Regions from separate parts of the Mus musculus genome. Here all the other regions are linked to region 5. The links are chromatin contacts, called in public promoter capture Hi-C maps. All regions are on one chromosome and are shown on one strand. Each heading gives the region's core, a stretch centred on a gene start, on an enhancer-like site or on the middle of the called end of the contact. The rest is flanking DNA. Distances are from core to core; before and after follow the strand shown. Region 1 holds the start of Rab4b (RAB4B, member RAS oncogene family). Region 2 holds the start of Rabac1 (Rab acceptor 1 (prenylated)). Region 3 holds the start of B9d2 (B9 protein domain 2). Region 4 holds the start of Arhgap33 (Rho GTPase activating protein 33). Region 5 holds the start of Cnot3 (CCR4-NOT transcription complex, subunit 3).

Evidence for each region. Promoter capture Hi-C pulls out the DNA fragments that hold promoters and counts their contacts.
Region 1: a contact with region 5 is called in a promoter capture Hi-C map of the HPC-7 cell line. The contact joins the promoter of Rab4b here to the promoter of Cnot3 in region 5. A contact is called at or near these places in 6 of 39 promoter capture datasets (the HPC-7 cell line, cranial neural crest, frontonasal cranial neural crest and 3 more).
Region 2: a promoter capture Hi-C map of second pharyngeal arch cranial neural crest shows a contact between it and region 5. The contact joins the promoter of Rabac1 here to the promoter of Cnot3 in region 5. A contact is called at or near these places in 4 of 39 promoter capture datasets (the HPC-7 cell line, cranial neural crest, frontonasal cranial neural crest and 1 more).
Region 3: a contact with region 5 is called in a promoter capture Hi-C map of the HPC-7 cell line. The contact joins the promoter of B9d2 here to the promoter of Cnot3 in region 5. A contact is called at or near these places in 3 of 39 promoter capture datasets (the HPC-7 cell line, cranial neural crest and maxillary cranial neural crest).
Region 4: a contact with region 5 is called in a promoter capture Hi-C map of cranial neural crest. The contact joins the promoter of Arhgap33 here to the promoter of Cnot3 in region 5. A contact is called at or near these places in 3 of 39 promoter capture datasets (cranial neural crest, maxillary cranial neural crest and pre-B cells).

Annotation. Positions count from the first base shown.
Region 1 is chr7:27,177,499-27,180,198 of GRCm38.p6, forward strand. Rab4b (RAB4B, member RAS oncogene family) reads right to left here and starts at 1,385. Exons shown (of 8, transcript NM_029391.2): 1 at 1,229-1,385. The coding sequence starts at 1,244. It overlaps Mia (melanoma inhibitory activity), which reads right to left. Exons shown (of 4, transcript NM_019394.3): 3 at 2,671-2,700; 4 at 2,243-2,336. The coding sequence ends at 2,313.
Region 2 is chr7:24,971,356-24,974,055 of GRCm38.p6, forward strand. It overlaps Rabac1 (Rab acceptor 1 (prenylated)), which reads right to left and starts at 1,373. Exons shown (of 5, transcript NM_010261.2): 1 at 1,172-1,373; 2 at 747-959; 3 at 406-503. The coding sequence starts at 1,227.
Region 3 is chr7:25,679,483-25,682,182 of GRCm38.p6, forward strand. It overlaps B9d2 (B9 protein domain 2), which reads left to right and starts at 1,298. Exons shown (of 4, transcript NM_001362154.1): 1 at 1,298-1,496; 2 at 1,901-1,992. The coding sequence starts at 1,905. It also overlaps a transcript of Tmem91 not described here.
Region 4 is chr7:30,533,753-30,536,452 of GRCm38.p6, forward strand. Arhgap33 (Rho GTPase activating protein 33) reads right to left here and starts at 1,308. Exons shown (of 22, transcript NM_178252.3): 1 at 1,174-1,308; 2 at 351-460. The coding sequence starts at 428.
Region 5 is chr7:3,643,946-3,646,645 of GRCm38.p6, forward strand. Cnot3 (CCR4-NOT transcription complex, subunit 3) reads left to right here and starts at 1,324. Exons shown (of 18, transcript NM_146176.3): 1 at 1,324-1,639. It overlaps Gm15927 (a long non-coding RNA gene), which reads right to left and starts at 400. Exons shown (of 6, transcript XR_003946711.1): 1 at 308-400; 2 at 1-224.

The sequences.
Region 1 (2,700 bases), core at 135-2,634, about 24 Mb after region 5:
CCAAATGAGAGGGTTATAGCACACAAAATTATTTTTATATAGTGTTTACCATATACATGCCCATCACAGTCCTAAAGACTCATTTAATCATAAATAAAGCTCTAAAGATAAAATTATACAGCTCAAGAGATGGCTCAGCAGTTGAGAGCAATGACTGCTCTTCCAGAGGTCCTGAATTCAATTCCCAGCAACCTCATGGTGGCTTACAACCATCTATAATGGGATCCAATGCCCTCTTCTGGTGGCTCTGAATACGGCTACAATGTACTCATATACATTAAATAAATATTTAAAAAGGAAAGAAGGAAGTATACTAAGGACTTCTACTTTCCAGACTAGGAAAATGAGGCCAGAGAGGTTAACTGACGAAAGCAAGACTACACAGCTAGGCACAGCTAAGCTACAAACCCAAACTAAAGGTCTCCACAATGCAAGACCTTACCTGATGCATTTCAAAAGCCATTTCAACAAGAATTAAATCTGACCTCCATTCCTCTTCACTTCACCTCCTACCCCCTCTCACTCATTCACTCTGTCAAGGCCTCTGACGTTGGGCCTATGTCCTAAACTGGTTACCTCCTCTGGTAAGTGTGCACCAGATTCTGTGGCTTTTCTATGAGTGTTCAATGAATGGAGCTGTCTCTGATTGTCGTCAGAGATTTCTACTGCCTTCCAACCTACCTCTACCCACCTGACACTGTACATCCATACTGATTGCCTAACTCTGAACCTTGTCTCCCCATCCTCTGTCCAGAACCCCTGGCCTCTATCCTTAAACTTATGCCGCATTTCTTGACGCTAAGTTTCAAATCTATAACTCAAGAACATCACTCCAGCCCTCTCAAACCAGATCAGCCCACAGAGTGTGCAGGGTGCACAGCATCTGTGAGGCTCTCTCTGTAGTCCATAAAACCTGACCCTTGCTGGTCACCGTCAGCCCCGCCCTATCCACTCATGCTCCGCCCAGGAAGGCTTGCTTCCCTCTTCAAGGCCTACCCCCTACCCTAATCTACCAAGACTAGGTCCCTTAAATCCCGCCCTAGATCTTTTTAACCCGTACAGCGGCCTCTTCAAGCTCCACCCAAATCGATTAGCTCAGCCCCAGACCCACTTAGCCCTGCCCCGTATCCGGGCAGACCCCGCCCACCTGACCAGAAAGCCCCGCCCCACTTCCACATCCACATCCACTACGGGCCCAGCCCCCCCTGCTTCGGCCCATCAGCCTCACCGTAGGTCTCGGCCATGGCTCAGTGGCGACCGCTGAGGGCCGCAATATGGCGCCGCAGCCGCGCCTGTTCCTCGGCTGGCAGCCGCTCCACTCGGGCTGCAGCCTCAGCTCCTTTCCACTTCTGGACCCGGCGCCGCCACTTCCGCCTTCACCGCCCCCCCCCCTCCCGCGCGAGCCTCCGGAGCTGCGGATACCAGGCCACGCTCGCCCAACGCAGTGATTGGTGGATTCAGGAGGCAGTGGGCGGGATAAGCGGCGCGGATTGGTGGCATGAGAGGGGCCGAGTCAAAAGGGGCGTGACATAGAAGAGCGATTGGTGGAGCAAGTGGGAGAGGGCGGAGGCAGAGATGCTGCCCTAGCGGTGGAACGGATTTGGTCAAATATCGGGGAGCAGAGACTAGACTCCGTATTGGTTATACGTAGGCACGGGGCGGGGACAAGAATGCCAAGAAGGAGCAAGGGCAGGATGGACAGAGTTGGAAGAATGGATCTCAGGCTGCTGAGTGTAATTTCTAACCCCATAGACCGGAAAGAGGAAAGCTGAGGACACGCGCACATTTATCCCTATCTACAAGAAAAACCTCTGTTGGTCGGGCTCTGGGGTCGCGCATGCTTTCAACCCCAGTACTCAGGAAGCAGAGGCAGATGTATCGCTGAGTTCAAGGCCAACCTGGTCTACATAGTGAGTTTCAGAACAGTCAGGGCCTACATAGAGAAACCCTCAAAACAAAGACAAAACAAAAAAACTGTACGTTCTATGCGCTTCTCGGGATCTATTGGCTCATACCAATGATTCAACTCCCTTTAAAAGAGAGGAAAGCGTACATATATTGTACTGTTTACCCCCTTGCTTGGGGGTCCCAAACCTTACCTTGGAGCAAAGGGCTTGCAAAGTGAAATTCTGCCTAGTAGCCACTGACGTTACAACATTCAGGGCATTAATTGGCTATATTCAGAAACCCGTGAAACATTCTTTGCACATACCCACCCAACCCCAAAAACCAAAGAGACAAATAGTTTGCCATTGGCTGCTGTATTTGCATAGAGCCGGAAGGGTAACTGCAGGGATAGCGGTAGGCTGAGCTCACTGGCAGTAGAAATCCCATTGCTGAAAAAGAGTAGATAGAAAACCAACCAGTGATGACATTGCAATGCGCCTAGTGGTTCTAACAAAGTTATAGCTGCAAGGACTAGGTTTGATCACCCAGAAATGAACACATTAGCTTCCAGTACTGCACCCTCTGCCATTTCCCAATTAGAGATCACTCAGCACTGGGCAGGGCCTGTAAACTCAGCAGCCCTCAGGAGGCTGAAACTGGAGGCTAGTGATTTTGAGGCCAGCTTGGGTACATACCAACAACAAAAATAATTACTTCTCATAAACAGGTAAGCAAATAAAGGAACTATCATCCTACTCCCACCTCCACCCCCAAGACACTCACATCGGTCTTCATATCAATTTTGCCAGGTTT
Region 2 (2,700 bases), core at 123-2,622, about 21 Mb after region 5:
TGGGGCCACCGGACTTACAGATCTCAGCCTTCCCCTCTGAGAATCATCAGGGCCAAGACTTGGGAAGGAACACGGATCTAGGCCTGCATGAGGTCGCCACCTGGTGTGCAGTGTGGGTATCTGCAGCTGATGCGTTCCGTGGGGGGGGGGGGGGGGGGTTGAGTGGAATTGGATTAAGTCATTTACAAGAGACAGAGGTGCCAGGGCTTTGGGGTCTCTCTGGGTTTGGGAAGCTGAGACTGGAGGGGAGCACCTGGTGGGTCTAAGCCCTTAAAGACCAAGTTAAGTGACTCTAGTGGACAGCTCGGTGGGGGCCGTCTTGGGTCCCAACTATTCGGAAGTTTGCATTCCGTGAGACCACGATCAGAAAGGCCCGAGGAGCCATTTGGGCAGGAGATTTCTTACCAAAGAGTACAAGCTTAGACTGCAACGTGCGCAGATAGAGAATGTAACAGGCGCCAAAGAAGACAGCCAGAGCCACCAGCAGCATGGGAGATGTCACCCTGGAAGAGTGTGGGAGACAGGAGTTAGGTATCCGAGGCTGCGTCAGCCAGGCCCCTCTAGCTTTGGACACAGACTGAGGTTACGTCCTTCTAGGCCAGCGAAGGCCACATCCTGGTCAGGTGAATGCAGGAGTACAGACTGACCGGGTCCTGTAGTGACAAAGTGGGCTAACTGGTCTGGGCGGGGCCTGGCAGCCGGGGGCGGGGTCTGACTATCGAGGGCGGGGCCGCAGAGGCACTCACACGCAGTACAGGATGAGGCCGAGAAACACGAACACGTAGTTGCTTTGATAATACTCCACGTTGCGTACCAGGCGCTGGCAAAGCTCTCCCACATTGCGGGGTCGCGAGAAACGTTGCTGGTCCACGAAGGTGCCCCAGGGCCGGATGGTCGCCCGGCGCCGCTCCAGCCACTCTCGGCCTGCGCCGGATGGAATCAGCTTGGGCAGCAGGGTCCTAATGGGCAGGGCAGAGCAGAGCAGCTGAAGGGAGGGAGAGGGTAGAATCTGGACCCCAGATTCTAGCACACCTGGTCCCAAGCATGACCTTGAACCCCTAGGAGGAAGGGTCCTGAGAGGGAGCCAACAGGACTGAGTCCCTCCCAGGACCTCTGAGGAGATGAGGGACTCCTGCATCTCGGATCTGGGGGTAACACCCTGCTTGCTCACGTGGCGCTCAGCCCTTCCCCTTCGGCATCCTTCTGCTGGTCCTTCTGGGCCGCCATGTCTGCACTGCAGTGGATAGAACCGCTGTAAATAGCCCGGAGCCCAGCAGCACCTAGGCGGCCCCACCCCAGCCGGGACTCTTTGGAAGTGGCGTCGTTGGGAGCTCTAGAGGGCGGTAGTTGTTCCTCCAAGCATTGTGGGTGTTGTAGTCATCGTGGCGTCAAGAGGCAGGTTTGCCTCGCAAGACATCTTGGGAGATGTATGCTAAGAGCTCGTCGGGAGCCTCTAGGCATTGTGGGAATTGTAGTTTCAGGAGGCTCAGCGTGGACTACAGCAGGTGGACTGTCAGGACAGAGGATTTTGTGGGAGTTCGAATGGCAGAAACGTACTTCCGTGGACCGTGCAGAGCTGTCGTTCTGGCTCGAGAGAGCTTAATAAAACATTGTTCGAAAACTCAGATATTCTGATTCTAACTGGGCAAGTCTGGGAAAGAGTTCATTTACTTTTTCTTTCCTAAAAGTATTTACTTTGAAAGTGAGACAGGAGAGATGGCTTACTTGTTTCTCTTTCAAAGGATCATAGCTTGGTTCCCAGCATCCACACCCAGTGCTTCACAACTGCCCGAAACTCCAGCTCTAGCCAATCAGACATACTCATGTGCACATACCCACACTCAGATACACATGATTTAAAAATAAATGTTTGCATTTTAAAAGAAAAGATTTACTTTTATATGTTTATGCGTGTGTGCCACCAGAAGAGGGTTTTAGAGCTCCTGGAACTGGAGTTACAGGCAATTATGAGCTGTCTAGAAATCATGGGTGCTGGGAACGGAACTCCTCCGGGTTGGGATTTCAGTATGGGCCACTCAGCAGGAAATTGTGTCTGGGTTTCCCACTTGGGGTCCAGCATTGCTTCAGATCAGTGGAGGACTGCAAATGTACAGTTAGCCTAAAGACTAAAGAGGGACACCACAAGGCCAGAGTACTGGAAAAGACAGAGAACCTTGGAAACCAGTTTGGCGGCAAAAGTCAGCTGGGTTTGACTGCTATGGGAACCAATTCAGTTTCTTTAAGAGGACTAAGCAAATTCTTTCTATTTCATGACCCTCAAGTCTCTGCTGCCCTGGTGGGAGTCGGGGCTTCGGGAGAAGGCAGTGGAGAAGGCAGTGGGATCCAGAGGCAACACTGTTGCAGAAAGTGGCAAACTAATTCAAAGAATGTAAGAAATTTGAATACTGGGATTTTTAGGATAGGTGTCTGGAAGCTGGGAAAGGAGTCCTTTGGGACAGTGGAAGCGAGGACCCTGAGGTAGAGATGTGATGAGGCAGGGGGTACTTTCAGGTTCCTGAGGGAGGAGGCTCACGTTAGATGGGTTTTGAGTCAGTAGGTAGTAGGAGACATCCGAGAAGGCTGTGGGAGATGGGACTTGGCTCTGAGCTCTTTCCTGTGCTTCCCAGAGCAAGTGGCACTGGGAAAAAGCCAGAAGATATTAACAGGAACTCGAGACCTTGATCATAATGCCGGCTGCAT
Region 3 (2,700 bases), core at 48-2,547, about 22 Mb after region 5:
AACAACAGATGTTTAAAAAGCAAGCACACAAAAACAGTGGTGTTAGTGTTGGTAACACATATCCTGAAAATTGGAAGGAAAAAAAAGTGGATAGCTTCTAGGGACAACCTTGGAGGTTGGTGAGCTAGCTTCTGGCCTCTACATATGCACCATACAAACAACCACCCATACACCTGAACACACCACACACACACACACACACACACACACACACACACACACACCACACAGACGAGCTATCTTCTGGCCTCTACATATGCACCATACAAACAACCACCCATACACCTGAACACACCACACACACACACACACACACACACACGACTTAAGTTCTTGTTTTAGTTTTAGTTTGTTTGTTTAAGGGGGATTGGCCTGGAACTCACTTAATAGCCCAGGCTGGCTTTAAATTTGCAGCATTCCTCCTGCCTCAGTCTCTCATGAGCCACAATACTCATCATAAAATTTTTAAAATTTGTTTCCGACTTGGGAAAAAAATATATATATATAAAGGAGAGAGGCTTTCTTCCCTGACTTCCTGCCAAAGGGGCTTCTTCCTTCCTTTTGTAGGATTTATTTTTATTATTTGTGTATGCCACCTGTGCGCGGGGCAGGGGTTGAGGGTGGGAAGTGTCCTCTGGGACGCCAGAAGAGGGCAGAGTTGGAGCTGGAGTTACAGAATGCTGGGAACCGAACTCCAGTTCTCTGGAAGTGAGGCAAGCGCTCTTGTTGCACCATCTCTCCAGCCCCGTCTTCCTCATTTATCTTTACTCCAACCTGTTTGTTCAAAACCAGCTGCTAGAATGAACTTTGCAGTGACTCTGAGAAAGAACTTGGACTTCTCAGTCCTTGAGAAATCTGAGGAAGCTCTGAAAACTGAAGAGAAACCCACTTCCCAATTTCTCTAGTGTCAGAATATGGAGGTCCTTTTTTCCCCTCCAGCTACAACATAGAGATGACTACTATGGGAGTCCCTTTAGGTGCCCGTTTAGTGTCGGCTGGCTCCATTCTGGCTGTGATCCTGAACAGGAAAGGTGTTTTGTTTTGAGGAAGCAAAGAGCATCAATAGATTTGCTTATTGCGTGAAGAAGATATGGAGAGGAAACAGTTGGCGTTCTAACTTCCTCAACTGCTGATAGAGATAACCCGCCAGGCCTCCCACTCTGGGGCGTAAGGCGTCGCAGGAGCAAGACCTATGCAATTCTCGCAAAAAAGTCCCGAATGACCGCGTCCATCACGACTACGCCCCGCCCCCCAGAGGGCAGCTATAGCACCAATCATCAGCACGCAGGGCGGGCTCAGGGGAGGAACCTGCTGTTGCCCCAGCAACAGTCGGGGCACCCCAGGAGAGCGAGGCTGCGGATCTATCTACCTCAGATCTCCCTCCGCCTGGAAGGGCCCGGGAGGGGAGCGAGACTAGTCTCGACGGCGCCCGCAAAGAAGCCCGTGAACTACCATCCCCGAGGCAGCTTTCACTTCTAACGGTCAAGTACGCGGAGGTAGGAATGACGCATGCGCTACGCCTACGGGCAAGGGTAAAGCGGCCCTACACCCGAGACGAGACGCATGCGCCTTTTGAAGCTTGGCTGATCTGCCGCGAAGGGGCGGGGCCTTGCACATGTGGGCGGGGCCACAACCCTGGGGCGGGGCTTTCTAAGCGTCTGAGCCTTGGTTTATTTATTGGTGCAGGTTCCCACACCTCTGGGAGACTTCCCCATTTTTCTTGGGCTTTTCTGGGGACGTGGCTTGTATCTGTGATGAAGGCCACATTGTCAGTGGGTTGGTGGAACTAGCTTAGAATCACAGTGCTGTTCTTTATGTGATAGGCTTCAGTTTTCCCAGCTGTCAGATGGAAATAATACAGTTACCTCACAGGGTTGTGATTGAATTTTTCCTTTCCTAGAGCCATGGCTGAAGTGCACGTGATCGGGCAGATCATAGGGGCCACCGGTTTCTCGGAAAGCAGCCTCTTTTGCAAGTGGGGCATCCACACAGGTATCCTCCTCACACCTTGTTCATCTCCCAAACAATACCCAGCTCCCTCCCCTAGCCTAAGTCTCCATGTTCCTTCCTCGATTCTCCAATGAACTCATACTGTTTGCTTCTCTTTATCCTTGTCTTTCATGTTATCTCACCATCGGAAAACATAGCCCCTAAGCATATGGGGCTGTGACATAGAAAACACGCGCGCACACACACACACACACACACACACACACACACACACTTCCTGTCCTCAGGCCAGTAGACAAACTAGGTGTGCTTATGCATATCTGTAATTCCAGCACCTAGGAAGCCTTCTATTACAAGTTTGGGGCCCTGTCTCAAAGAAAAGAGCACAAAATATATACAAGATTATTGTAAGTTCTAGGGAAAAAAAGAAAGTGATGTGCTGGGGGCTGATTTGGGATGTGGAGGTCTGAGATCAGAGAAAGCCTTTCTGTGCAAGTGGCACTTGAATTGGGGGGCAGGAGGAAAACAGCCGGAAATGGGCACCCAGTAGCAGACGTTTCAGGGCAAAAGGAACAGCCGCTGCCAAGGCCTTGAGGCAAGGGAACAGGATGGGACCAGTGAGGCTTGAGGGTGGGGAGCGGCAGTGGCAGATGAGTGACAGGATCCAGGTCACACATGGGCCTTCGTGGCAACAGTGAGGAGTCTGAAAGCTTCGTGTGTGTGTGTGTGTGTGTGTGTGTGTGTGTGTGT
Region 4 (2,700 bases), core at 58-2,557, about 27 Mb after region 5:
CTGTGGGCTTTCTCCATCCCATACTACACAACTATACCTGAGCTTATCCATCTCACTCTGAGATGCTTCCTGCAAGGAACTCATCTCTCCCTTTGGAAATAGGGCCCCAGGCTGACACCCTCACCCCCACCCCCGCCAATGCCCAACAGAGATCAGCACAGAGTTAGTACTGTATGTATGATTCTTCTCTGGGTCCCTGACACGCAGTGCCAATCCAGTTGCACGGCATAGACTGGGCAACTCTGATGAATAAAATAACCAGCTGCCAGATGGGGATTCGGGGATTTGCTAGACTGGGCTTTTTCCCTCCTCCGTGTCCCTGCAACCCCAAGTTCATCCCTGGGTCTCACCCTCAGAGTCTGTCCCCTGCCAGCCCATGAAGCTCCCCAAGGCAGGATGGGATCTGACTGTTTCTGTGCCTGGAGCATGGGGCCTGCACAGAGGAGGTCTCAGTGAATGTCTGTGGAGTGAGGGAATGAATGGATGAATGAGCGGGAGCAGTATGGAGGAGGGGAGATGAAGACAAGGAGATGGAGAAGCCCCAAGGCTCAAGTGGAACGGAGGCGGGAGGCGCGATGTTGGCCTCGAGTAAGGATCGGGAAGCGGCGGGAGAGACTTCGATAAAGGTTCAGATCGATGTCGGTGGAGGGATTGAGAGCGCGTGGCGTGGGATGAAAATGAAGAAGAAAAGGGTCAGGCAGGGGATGGAGTGAGATGGGGGTGGGGCTCAGGAATGAGAAAGGGGCTGTTGGGAGCAGGAGGTGGTGGTCGGGAGGGTGACTGGGGATGAGGATGCTGAGGAGGGCGCTGGAGTGGGGGCTGGTTTCCAGGGAGCCTCGGCAGACGCCTGCAGGGGGGAAGCCCTCATGGGGCGCGCGGGTCCTTCCCTGAACCAGCCCCCTTTTCTCAAGTCCGGATCCTCCGCCACTGTCACCCCTTTTTCAGGGCCCAGAAGGGGGAGGGAGGAAATGTGCGCTGAGGGGGCGGGGTCGAGGCCCGGGCCGCGACCCAGGACCGCACCGAGGTGGAGACCGTAGGGGACCGCGAGGAAGGGTGAGGGGCGGCGCGCAGGCCGCGGGCTCGGGCGGGGCCGGGGGCGGGGCGCGCAGGGCGGGGCCGCGCGGACAGACTGGCACGCGGACACACAGACTGATGGCCCCGAGGGCCCCTCACCACCATGGTCGCGGTAGCCTCCTCAGACCCCGGCGGCTTTCGAGCCCTCGTTCGCAGTCCTCGCCACCGCCGCCTCCGCCGCCATGGTGACACAAAGGGGAGGGCGTGAGGCGCGCGCGGGCGGTCGCAGGCTCCTCCCCTAACGGCTGCCGGGGGGGTCTCTGGCGCGCGCCCCATGAGGGGCGGGCCAGCGGGCACGCGGAGGCCCTTCTCATTGGCTCCAGTTTTGGCCTGAGGGCTACGCCCCGCCCACAAGGCGGCTGCTTATTGGCTTTGAGTGCTGCTCTACTTCCCGCCCCCATCCCCGCCCCGTCTCTCCAGTCCCACCCCCCGAAGTTTGACAGCGCCACGCCCATGGATGGTTGGCATTGGCTGTCAGGGCCCTCCTGAGATAAAACCCTGTATTCTTTATGCTCCGCTGCCGCCACTTCTCTCCTTAAGCAGCCTGCCCTTTCCTCCCGCGGTCGCTCCTCGGACGTGCTTCATTGGGTTCGCCTACGACTATCCCCCACAAGCAGCCTTTTCGAAATGCGGGTCCTCCAGTCCCCACGCTGTCAGTCCTGATCCTGACCCCGCCCACAAGCTTTTTGATCTCGCACACCCCGCTGTGTCCCCACCCTAGGCTCTGTGCGACTTGGCCTCCCCCTATTCACTGGACATCTTTCCTTGTTTCCCTATATTCGCTTATTTGAGGCTAGCCTTTGACATCTTTTTCTAGGAAAAGCTTCTGTATGGAATGCTATGACATTCATGCCTCTCAGAAAGCCAGGTGCAGTCTTTTTTCTTTTTTTAAACGATAGAGAAGTGCCTAGAAAGCATTGCAGCCACACCCTTTCCGGAAGGATGCTTTCACTGATCTGGACCTGAGCAGGCCTCTCGTTTCGGTAGCACGCTCCCGGTCCAGGCTTTTAAAGACTTTGATTATTTAATTCGGGGATATACCAATAATCAAAAAAAAAAAAAATACAGCCTTACCCATATGGAAGCTCAAAGGCTAGTATGAACTAGGTGATTTCGGTTTGTAATCTCAGCACTGGAAAAGTGGGTGCAGGAGAATCATGAATTTGAGGCCAGCTTGAGCTGCATAGTGAAAATCTGTCTCAAACAAACCAAATTAGGGACTGGAGAGATGGCTCAGCAGTTAGCACTGACTACTCTTCCAGAGTCCTCAGATTTCTACTCCCTGTTCCAAGCACCCACATGACTGTTCACCAGCTACAGCTCCAAGATGTCCAGAAGATGCTCTCTGTGGGCACTAGGCACACATGGAACCCCCAACATATACACAGGCAAAATACCTGTATGCATTAAATAAAAAAATTTAAAACCTCCAAATCAAAGGCTGATGGGGGAAGATAATGAACAAAATAAATATAAATATGTATCATCCGAGAGAAAAGCTAGTTGGGATGGCGAAATATGGAAAGTGCTGGGTGGGGGGAGGGAATAAGTGTAATGAGTGATGATGCTACTAAGTTTTGGGGGTGGTTTGTTACCCAGCCACAGTTAAGATGGCCTCGGTCAAGT
Region 5 (2,700 bases), core at 74-2,573:
TCTTTCCAGCCGAAGAATATGCCTTTTTATAAGCCATTTTTTCTCTCTTGCTTCATGCCATTCTGATGCGGTGAAATGCACGTGCACGTTCTCTTCAAGTGTGGATTTATCTTCTTTTCCTCCACATAGTAGGCAGAGATAGATCGAGTTTCCCCAATTCATGAAAACGTGGTGCTCACGTTTGCAACCTAGTCAGCAAAGGGCTATGGAGTGCTTCATGGGTACTAAACAACGAGAAATCCAGAGAGTGAGACTCAAGTATGTGTAAAAACGGCAGGAATCAAACAAAATTAAACCAGAGGCTCACCTAAGCACTCGGCAAGGGTGGTCGGAGAAGTTTACTCCTTAAGAAGCATAGCAGAACTCTAGTGAGTAGTCATTACAGATGTAACCGAGGTAGGGCAAAGCGCAGTTTCCTCTACAGCTGGAGTCCTTGCAACTCCAGGGAAGGTCCCAGTCTGCTAACTTAACCAGAGAAACGTCAGTCCCACGCCTTGTGTTTCTCAGTCGCTTCTGCAATGTTCCTGATTCCTTCTTTCTTTCTTTCATCCTTTAGAAAGCACTGAGTTTTAGAGATATACCAAGCAAACGCGCTTGGGGAATAACTACGAGGATCAGATAACAGCCTAGACAGGCAAAGGAAGGATGCTCCGACAACCACACCTGTCGGCAGGTTAATAGCTACCCTATTGGCTAACCGAGGGAAGGGGCGGGGTGTTTGTCTAGCTCCTCCCCTTAGGGCTGGCGGCTCTTTTGATTGGTAGATGACTTGGGTTTACTATCCCCAACCCTCTGGCACCTCTCCGTCTCCCACTAGATAAGCTTCCTTTAACACTCACACGCTATGCTTTTTGTCGTTTTCCTCTACCCACATTCATAGCTAACCAATGAGTTCAGGGTAGAATACACCTCGCAACCAATTACAGCTGCCTTTAAACTTGACGAGTAACTTCCCGCCCCTCACCCTGACTCCTCCCCGCTGCCAATTGATTTAGGGTAAGGGGGCGGACACATCCAATCAGCACGACACAGGCTTCCTGATTGACACCCAGGTCCTCGCGCTGGCGTGTTGTGCTCCGAGGAGGGGAGGAGGAGGAGGAGCTGGGAAGAAATACCCGAGCCAATCCAAGCAAGCTGAGCGGGAGGCCAATCGAACGCCGCGCCTTGCCGAGATCAGCCAATCATAATGAAGAGGTTGGCCTCATTCTCGCTAGGAACCAATGGGGCGCGCCTAACGGCGCAGAGCGACGTACTGCGGGAGCAATGACGGACCTATATTCGGGGCTCGGGGGCGGGCCGGCGCCAGAGAGGAGAAGAGAGGAGGGGAGGCCTCCGCCGCCGCCATCTTGGACCGGGCCCGTTCAGCTTCCGTGGAGCCGTCGGCAGCCGCTGCCGGGCCTTTCCTTGATCCCTGAATCCCCTACTCGGTCGTCTAGAACAATCCCGGGCCCACTTCCTCTATCAACAACCCAACCCTACTTCCGGCTTTCGCGCCCTCTTATCGCGATAGCGCCCGGGCTCGGGGCGCGAGGAAAGAGGAAAAAAAAAAAAAAAAAAGGCGGCGGGCGGGCGCTCGCCTCTCTCTCCCCCCTCCTCGCCTGTCGCGATACGCTCCGCAGCGGCGGCGCCAGCTCCTGCGGTGAGCGTCAGGTTCGACTGGGCCGGACCCCTTTCCCTCTTCCCTCAGCTCCATCGGCCGACTTCTTGCTCCGCGACCCTGCTGCCTGTCGCGACACGGCCTCAGCTCCCGCCGGGCCCAAGCCGCGCGCTCGGGCCCAGCTTCGGCTCGGGCGGGCGGGGACCCTCTCCTCTCTCTGTCCTCCCGCGTCCGGACTCCCGCGTGGCAGAGCGCCGGCCCCGGGTGCGAGGTGCCCGTCCTCCTCCGCGTCTGGCTGGGCTTGGAGCGGTGGGCGCGCTGCGGGCCGCGGAGGGGTCTTTCTGCTCTGGGCGCGGGGCCCACTCCTGCAGTCATGCCTTCCCCGGGAGCTCCATTCGGGAGCGTTGCCTCAGTGCACCCGAAAGCTCCAGCTTGTTGGTGTCTTGATAGGGGGAAGCCTCTTTGGAAGAGATGGATCTTGTGGAGGAAAAAGTCCCCAAGACCCGAGGGTGCAGTTAACGTTGTGAGTTGGAGCCTAAGCCAAAGTTTCCACCTAGTCCTTACAGCTCTAGCAGTGAAGTCTCCTAGAGGTCCCTTTCCACCAATCTTCTTTTTAAGGAAGCATGGGGTTTGTGAGTGTGTGTGTGTGTGTGTGTGTGTGTGTGTGTGTGTTTTGTTTTAACACTCCCTCCCCAAACCTTGGATTCAGGACTGTACCGTATTGCTCACTTCCTGGCTTCACATCTTTTGCATCTTTGAGGTGGGGTATCAGTGGACTCTAGCTTTGGGGATGCAGGCTCCACTACGATGCACGGTCTGCCTCGGTGGGTGAAGCTTCCTAAGTGGTTAGGTATTGCTGTGTGTGGTGAGGACCGCTTAGCTTTTCTTTCTAGATCTGGGTCGGTGGAATGCGAGCTCCCATGCTTTCAGTTGTTGGTGCTCTTCTGTTGGGACAGTTGAAGCACTTCTAAACAGCTGTATCTCGGTTCCGGGACTGTCATCCCTCTTAGGATTAGCTTTCTGTTCTTTTGGCTAGGGGCTTCCTCACCGTCTCCCTTCCCCGGTCATCACCTGGACTGCCATCTCTCTGTATTTCCATTCTC